2 separate regions of the Mus musculus genome follow, and region 2 is linked to region 1. A link is a contact called in public Hi-C data. All regions are on one chromosome and are shown on one strand. The core of a region is the stretch at or near the end of the contact, and the rest is flanking DNA. Distances in the headings are between cores, read along the strand shown. Region 1 holds the start of Aga (aspartylglucosaminidase). Region 2 overlaps Neil3 (nei like 3 (E. coli)).

What was found. Hi-C and Micro-C count contacts between places; a contact is called where the count stands out from the background.
Region 2: a Hi-C map of erythroblasts shows a contact between it and region 1, with 2.1 times the contacts expected there. The contact joins the enhancer-like site here to the promoter of Aga in region 1. A contact is called at or near these places in 2 of 39 promoter capture datasets (macrophages and neutrophils), 7 of 484 Hi-C or Micro-C datasets (the C10 cell line, ECoMG-derived neutrophils, Th17 cells and 4 more), 1 of 115 datasets of contacts at active chromatin or transcription factors (double positive thymocytes) and 4 of 9 other capture datasets (adipose tissue, liver, macrophages and 1 more).

Annotation. Positions count from the first base shown.
Region 1 is chr8:53,510,215-53,513,105 of GRCm38.p6, forward strand. Aga (aspartylglucosaminidase) reads left to right here and starts at 1,488. Exons shown (of 9, transcript NM_001005847.2): 1 at 1,488-1,717. The coding sequence starts at 1,591.
Region 2 is chr8:53,603,770-53,606,660 of GRCm38.p6, forward strand. Neil3 (nei like 3 (E. coli)) reads right to left here. Exons shown (of 10, transcript NM_146208.2): 6 at 1,864-2,030. Among named protein-coding and RNA genes, the nearest start is that of Gm39181, 21 kb to the left of the region's middle. Within about 2 kb of position 1,367, at least 31 of the 459 cell types and tissues checked have an H3K27ac peak or open chromatin away from gene starts, as enhancers often do. A contact at or near this core is called in ECoMG-derived neutrophils, erythroblasts, granulocyte-monocyte progenitors and 2 more, where this site is marked.

The DNA.
Region 1 (2,891 bases), core at 238-2,737:
AAGCTTTATCAGTTTTGTTGAAGTTTCATGATTCTCAGGCAGGAAAGGAAAATTAGATCCCAAGAGGGAGGGTCCCCATCCCCCCAATTTTCTTCCCTTAAATTTGCCTGCCTTGCTATCCTACCTCTGTGTGAGTCTAGGTTCTTTCAGCTGGAGAAATTATATTGCCCAAAACGAGCTTCAGGAACCATGACTAGTTTACCATGTATTATATTTTATAATTCTTGAAGGCATGTCTCGGTTCTTTGAACTTATAAATAACAACTCAGGTGCTATGGAAAATTAATTCCGAAGACAATAAGTGTTTTCCTTGCTTTCTTATTCCGTTTCATCCATCTTTCTCATCTCACCTAGCAAGAGCTTTATGCTCATTAGCACAGCACAAATAGTTTGGTCCTCCTCCAAAACCCCATAGAAGGATCATGTGTCGTTTCTTTTTAATTACACCTAACTTTTTAATAGCACTTGCCTGCCTGGGGATGATTCTAGGATATCTTATGCTGTTTAAATTGCAGATTCAGTTTCCGTGCAATGAGAACCTTGAAGACTCTCTAAGCCTCACAACTCTCACCTAGTTCATATTTTACCAGTCTGGATAGATTTATAGATGCTCTTTAAAATTATGCCTTCCTTGAGCTACATGGACAAGCATCCCAGAGTCCCAGTGGGATTACTGGTCCATGCTCACACATCTGCACAGCAACTGAATTATCAAAATGAGCAGCCGGTACCATGCATGTAAAGCTCCCATTTCTCCTTTTATTCAAACATTTATTTAGTACTTAATGGTGCCAGGCACAAAGATAAAATAAAATACCTTCAGAAAAGACTGGAATTAGACTTCTTGGCTGGAGGCAAGGAATCTGCACTTCAGTGGGCAATGTACAGGGTACGTTTCTGTTTGCCCAGCATGTCCTTTCCCTGCAGCTCAGGGATTTGTAACTAAAGGACGTCCTACAAAAACCTGTGGTGAAGAAAGGATGTAAAAGTCTGTGTCGAAAATGCCTCAAACAGCTAGGTCCTAAGCAAGAGCACTTCTCCTATACTCTATAGTCATTTTAAAAATTTAATGAAAGTCCAGGGTAGATTATAGATCGGGCTGGCTGTCTACCTTGAATTTGCAGTTAAGATGGCAAATGCATAAAACTCATATAATATCTTATCAGTTATCTGAGTTTTCAAGCATCGTGCGACTAGGGTAACATATTTTCATATTCATTTTCAATAAGGTCAATCTCCCTTTAAAAAATGGGCTAAGCACTAAAAGTACTAGTATTATATGTATGTATCTTTTCACAAAGAACTAAAAAGAGGTCGACAGACCAGACCACTAAAGAAACAGTATCAGATTTGTAAAAAGAAAAAAGAAAAAAAGGAAAAAAAGAAAAAAAGAAAGAAAAAAAAAAAAAAACCTTCACTGGGCCAATAGAAGGCCTCGTTGTCTCGCGAGAGTTGAGGAAGTTGGGGATGAGACTAAAGGGAATCACGAGTCTGCCTGAGTCTGAGCTGGTGGAGACCTTTCTCGCGCTGGCCGGCTGGGCGCGCGGCCGGCGGGGACTTTTTTCACGCTGCTCGGCGGGTCACTCAGCTATGGAGCGGAAGTCGAATCTGTCTCTGCTTCTCCTACTGCTGGTCCTGGGCATGCCCCTGGTGCGGGGCTCCAGCCCTCTGCCCCTGGTCGTCAACACTTGGCCTTTTAAGAATGCCACTGAAGCAGGTGGGGAGCGGCAGCCCGGGGCGGGTGGCTGCACTGTGTGAGCTCCTCTGCAGGAAGCTGCACTCAGTCCCTAAGGTTGCAGGAGGGAACCCGCTGCAGAAGGCCGAGCCTCCTCTCCTTCCTGCATCTCTGACTTTACACCAGACCCTCTCCATCTTCCCTGCCCCTGCTGCATTTTAGGATCTGGTGTATTGTTCTGCTTCCTGCACCACCTTGTCTGACCTCTAACATTGGGCCTCTTAGCTATACTTGTACAGGGTCACCTGCCTCACTTTTTGTGGCAGTCTTTTGCCACAAAGTTTTTCCTCCACTCTACACTTCTTGTGATAGCCTCCTTCCTGTTTCTCCATTATCTTCTGGATTCCAGTTTAGGAAACAATTGATAATTTCCTACGGATGCATATGTATTTGATCAATGTTTGTGACGCTGCCCTTATCACTTATACATTCAAATTATCTTCAGTGTTTCTTGGGATTGTACCTTATTGCCCCCAACCTTGACACCCTTGAGACTGCTATCACATTAAATGTTCGTGGACACTGTTGGATCCAGAATCCAGTGCAGAAAAAATCTGTATGTTATCGGGGATGTGTGGGAAGCAGAGTTAGTGAGAAATCAGACCAAGAAAGAGACCTCCTAACAATAACCAAACAAAGAAATTCCACCTTTATATGCATGGTATGATTCTGTGAAAGTTACTAGTATTGAAGTTGGGGAGGGGAGACTTCTTAAAACCAACATCCATGGAATTATAAGTAAAACGTCTTTCCTTTCAATACCTACCCACTCGATACTCAAAGAACACCACAAAACACAAACAAGAAACGTGGACACCTTAGAGAAATGCCTTTTTGAAACTGGGCAACTTCTGAAATATACTGTGTGGCCTTGAATGAATTACTTCATCCATGTCTGTGCTTTTCTTCTGAAAATGAGAATTATAATTATAAAATATTATCTCAGAAGCTGCATGAAGGTGAGATTAATTCACCCACATGAAGTCATTTGCCACTGTAATACTCTGCTGAGGCTTGCTGGGATACTTGTTCTCATTGAGAGTGTGAAATATGCATATTTTAGTAATCTAATGAGTGACATATGCCTGTAATTTCAGCTCTCAGGTAGCTGTGGTAGGAAGACCCAGACTTGTAGACATGCCTAGACTTGTACATG
Region 2 (2,891 bases), core at 117-2,616, 93 kb after region 1:
CTAAGCTTAGAAAGATGATCTTGTCCATCCTAGACAGCTCTTCTTCCGTCTCCATAGCTCCCTTATCATTGAATCCTGCCCTTTACCACACCTCTACCACTCTGCTTAACCATGTATGTTCCTACTTCCCAGCTGGGCAAATAATAATACATCATAAAAATTATCTTTAAAGACTGTGTAAGACTATAAAAGAGGCAGCGTCACCAAACACAGCAGTAGTATTCTCATATGTAGCTTATGCTTGCTATGTATTAAGAGCTAACAATCAATTATATAGGCACTTAGAAAGGGGATGTGATCACCAAATATTTAAACATTTTGGAAGGATTCATGACAGTTAAGGGAGTTGGGAGATTTTTGTGTGTAGATTTAGATCAGTGTTTTGGGGGCTTCTGAGGCTTTTAAGCTTTCTCTCTCTCTCTCTCTCTCTCTCTCTCTCTCTCTCTCTCTCTCTCTCTCTCTCTCTCTCTCATTGAAAACTAGACTGAAGCCTTGCTAGGTAAGTATGCTACCATGAAGATCTAACCCTAACCCTTGAAATAACTGTAAATTAAAACAAAACAACAAAAAAAATAGTTAATATAAAAAGTGCTCAGATATTGAACAGAAATAGAGAATATATTTATTCACAGACATGTCTAAAATAGGGGAAGTAGTGTTAGTTTTAAAATTTTAGAAATTATATCTGCCTTGTTTTTCAATGTTTGAACGGTTCTGCAACACCTTAAACTGAAAGCCAGCATATAAAACAGAATCGGGGTGGGTTAGAGGAGAGGGATTACAAGCTCCCCAACACTTCTAGTGCATCCCAGCTCACAGTTAAATCGAAATCTCTTTCAGAACTCTGTGAGTCTTTAAAACCTCATTTCTAAAACCCCTTGGAATTCTGTTTCTATGATTAAATGCCATTTACTTGACTACTTGGAAGAAAATGGAAAACTTTAATCTCCAATGCTGCAAAAATAATACAGATGCTGGAAAACACAGAGCATTAATCACGTATTTAATAGGCAAATAGACGGAAGATCTTCAGTGTGCTTGGTACTGTGTTACGTGCACAGAGTCAAATAAAGTAGTTAGAAAAGTAGTCTTGTTATGAAAAATAAAACCAGAAACCCATAAAACAAAAAATAGTTAATTGTCTACTATTTCCTATTATGTGATACTAACAGCTGATGGGAGGAGGATATAAAACTATTTAAAGTTGTGAGCCAGAGTGAGAGTTTCACAGAAACAGAACACTGGGAGAAAAGTGAGTGGATGCGGACACATTTATGAAAATGCAAGTCATGCCTCTGTTTCTCCACAGATACAATGGCCTACCCTCCTCCTCTGGTCTTGCGCAGCTCAGCAAGGCCTACTTCCTTCCTCTTCTCAACCACACCATTTTGTTTCCTCCTACTCAAAAGCAATCGGTCACCTCTGGTCTGCTTCACCTATTCTCAGCGAGCTGAGCATTTTAGGCTTCACCTACAACTACCTTGCTGGTAACTCTCGGCCATTACCCACCTTGGTCCTTCCTGAACAGTCTCCTACCACATCACGCAAAAATCTTCCCCCTTCTATCTCAGCTTTCCCAAAGTCGGTATTTCTAATATTTGGGTTTTGGGGTTTTGCAGCATCCTACAAATTAGATCTGTGACAATTCCTATCAACTTTAAAAGCTAATGATTCTGCTTCTCGTTCTAATGCCTGACTCTTGAGCTGATAACTATATTCACTCATTCATCTGCACTGGTTCTTATGGGTGATTTCAGTTTCAGGGTTCTGTGCTATGTGCAACCGCTAGCCGGTAGTCAGTCCTTCAGATACATGCTCTGCCTATTAGCTGCTAAGAAAGAGAGTCTCAGTCAGACATCTTACCATACTTGAACACATTGAGGGTTTTCTTTCTGACAGTGAGGACAGAAATATGTCATCCTGCTGTTCTCCCCAAAGCGACACACAGTAATTTTGCTGTGGCACTGATCACAGTTAGGACGCTTGTAAACCTTACAGTGTTTAGAAATGGCAGATCCTGCTTTACAGCACTGAAAAAATAAATAAATAAACAAATAAATAGAATTATGATGTTATGCTCAAAACTGTTGTTATAAGAGACAAAGGCATATGAGGATATCAAGTCATCTCCAAAAATGTCAAGAATTTGCACATTGTTCCATATAACTTTCCATATAATATAGTAAAAAGTATTGACAAAATCCAGTAATGTCTATCAAATAAGGTTTGTATGAAATAATAGAGTCATTATGTTTTAACTTATTAGTATTCCAAACTGTTCCCTGCTGTATCCTCTTATCTAAATGATATATAAAAGTTCTATATTTTAAAATGTCTTTTATGCTTTTAAGGCTTCCTTAATTAAACATAATTACATGGTTGCAAGAAAAGGGCTAGATTAGCTTCAAATCTGATTGCTTTTAGAACGAGGAAGCTGCTCTCTCAGATTCAACGGCCAAAAAACTTATTTTTAGGGGATAAAATTTAACGAGAGCATTTTCTTTGTTGGCCTGATAAAGGGCCTTTTTTTTTTTTTTTTTCTTAACTCTAGAGATTTGCTAGAAAGAAAATAAAAACTCAAATACATCCTAACAAAGAAATGTTCTGTTTGGTATCAGCTTCATTTTAAGAGACACTTTCATTTTTCTGCTATAGTTTTATTCTATACACACACTTTTTAAAGCACCGACAAAGACAGTATTTTTGGTTTCCACCAACAGTGTGAAAATTTAAAAGCTCAGAAATAGGACTATATGTGGGCTGAAATTACACAAACAATATATATTAATGTAAGCAAGGTAGTGAAATGCCCAATTTGATGTAGGCAGAATGCACTGTTTTCTATAGTCATTTTTCTCTGGATGGACAAATGGGCACAGGTCATTATAAAA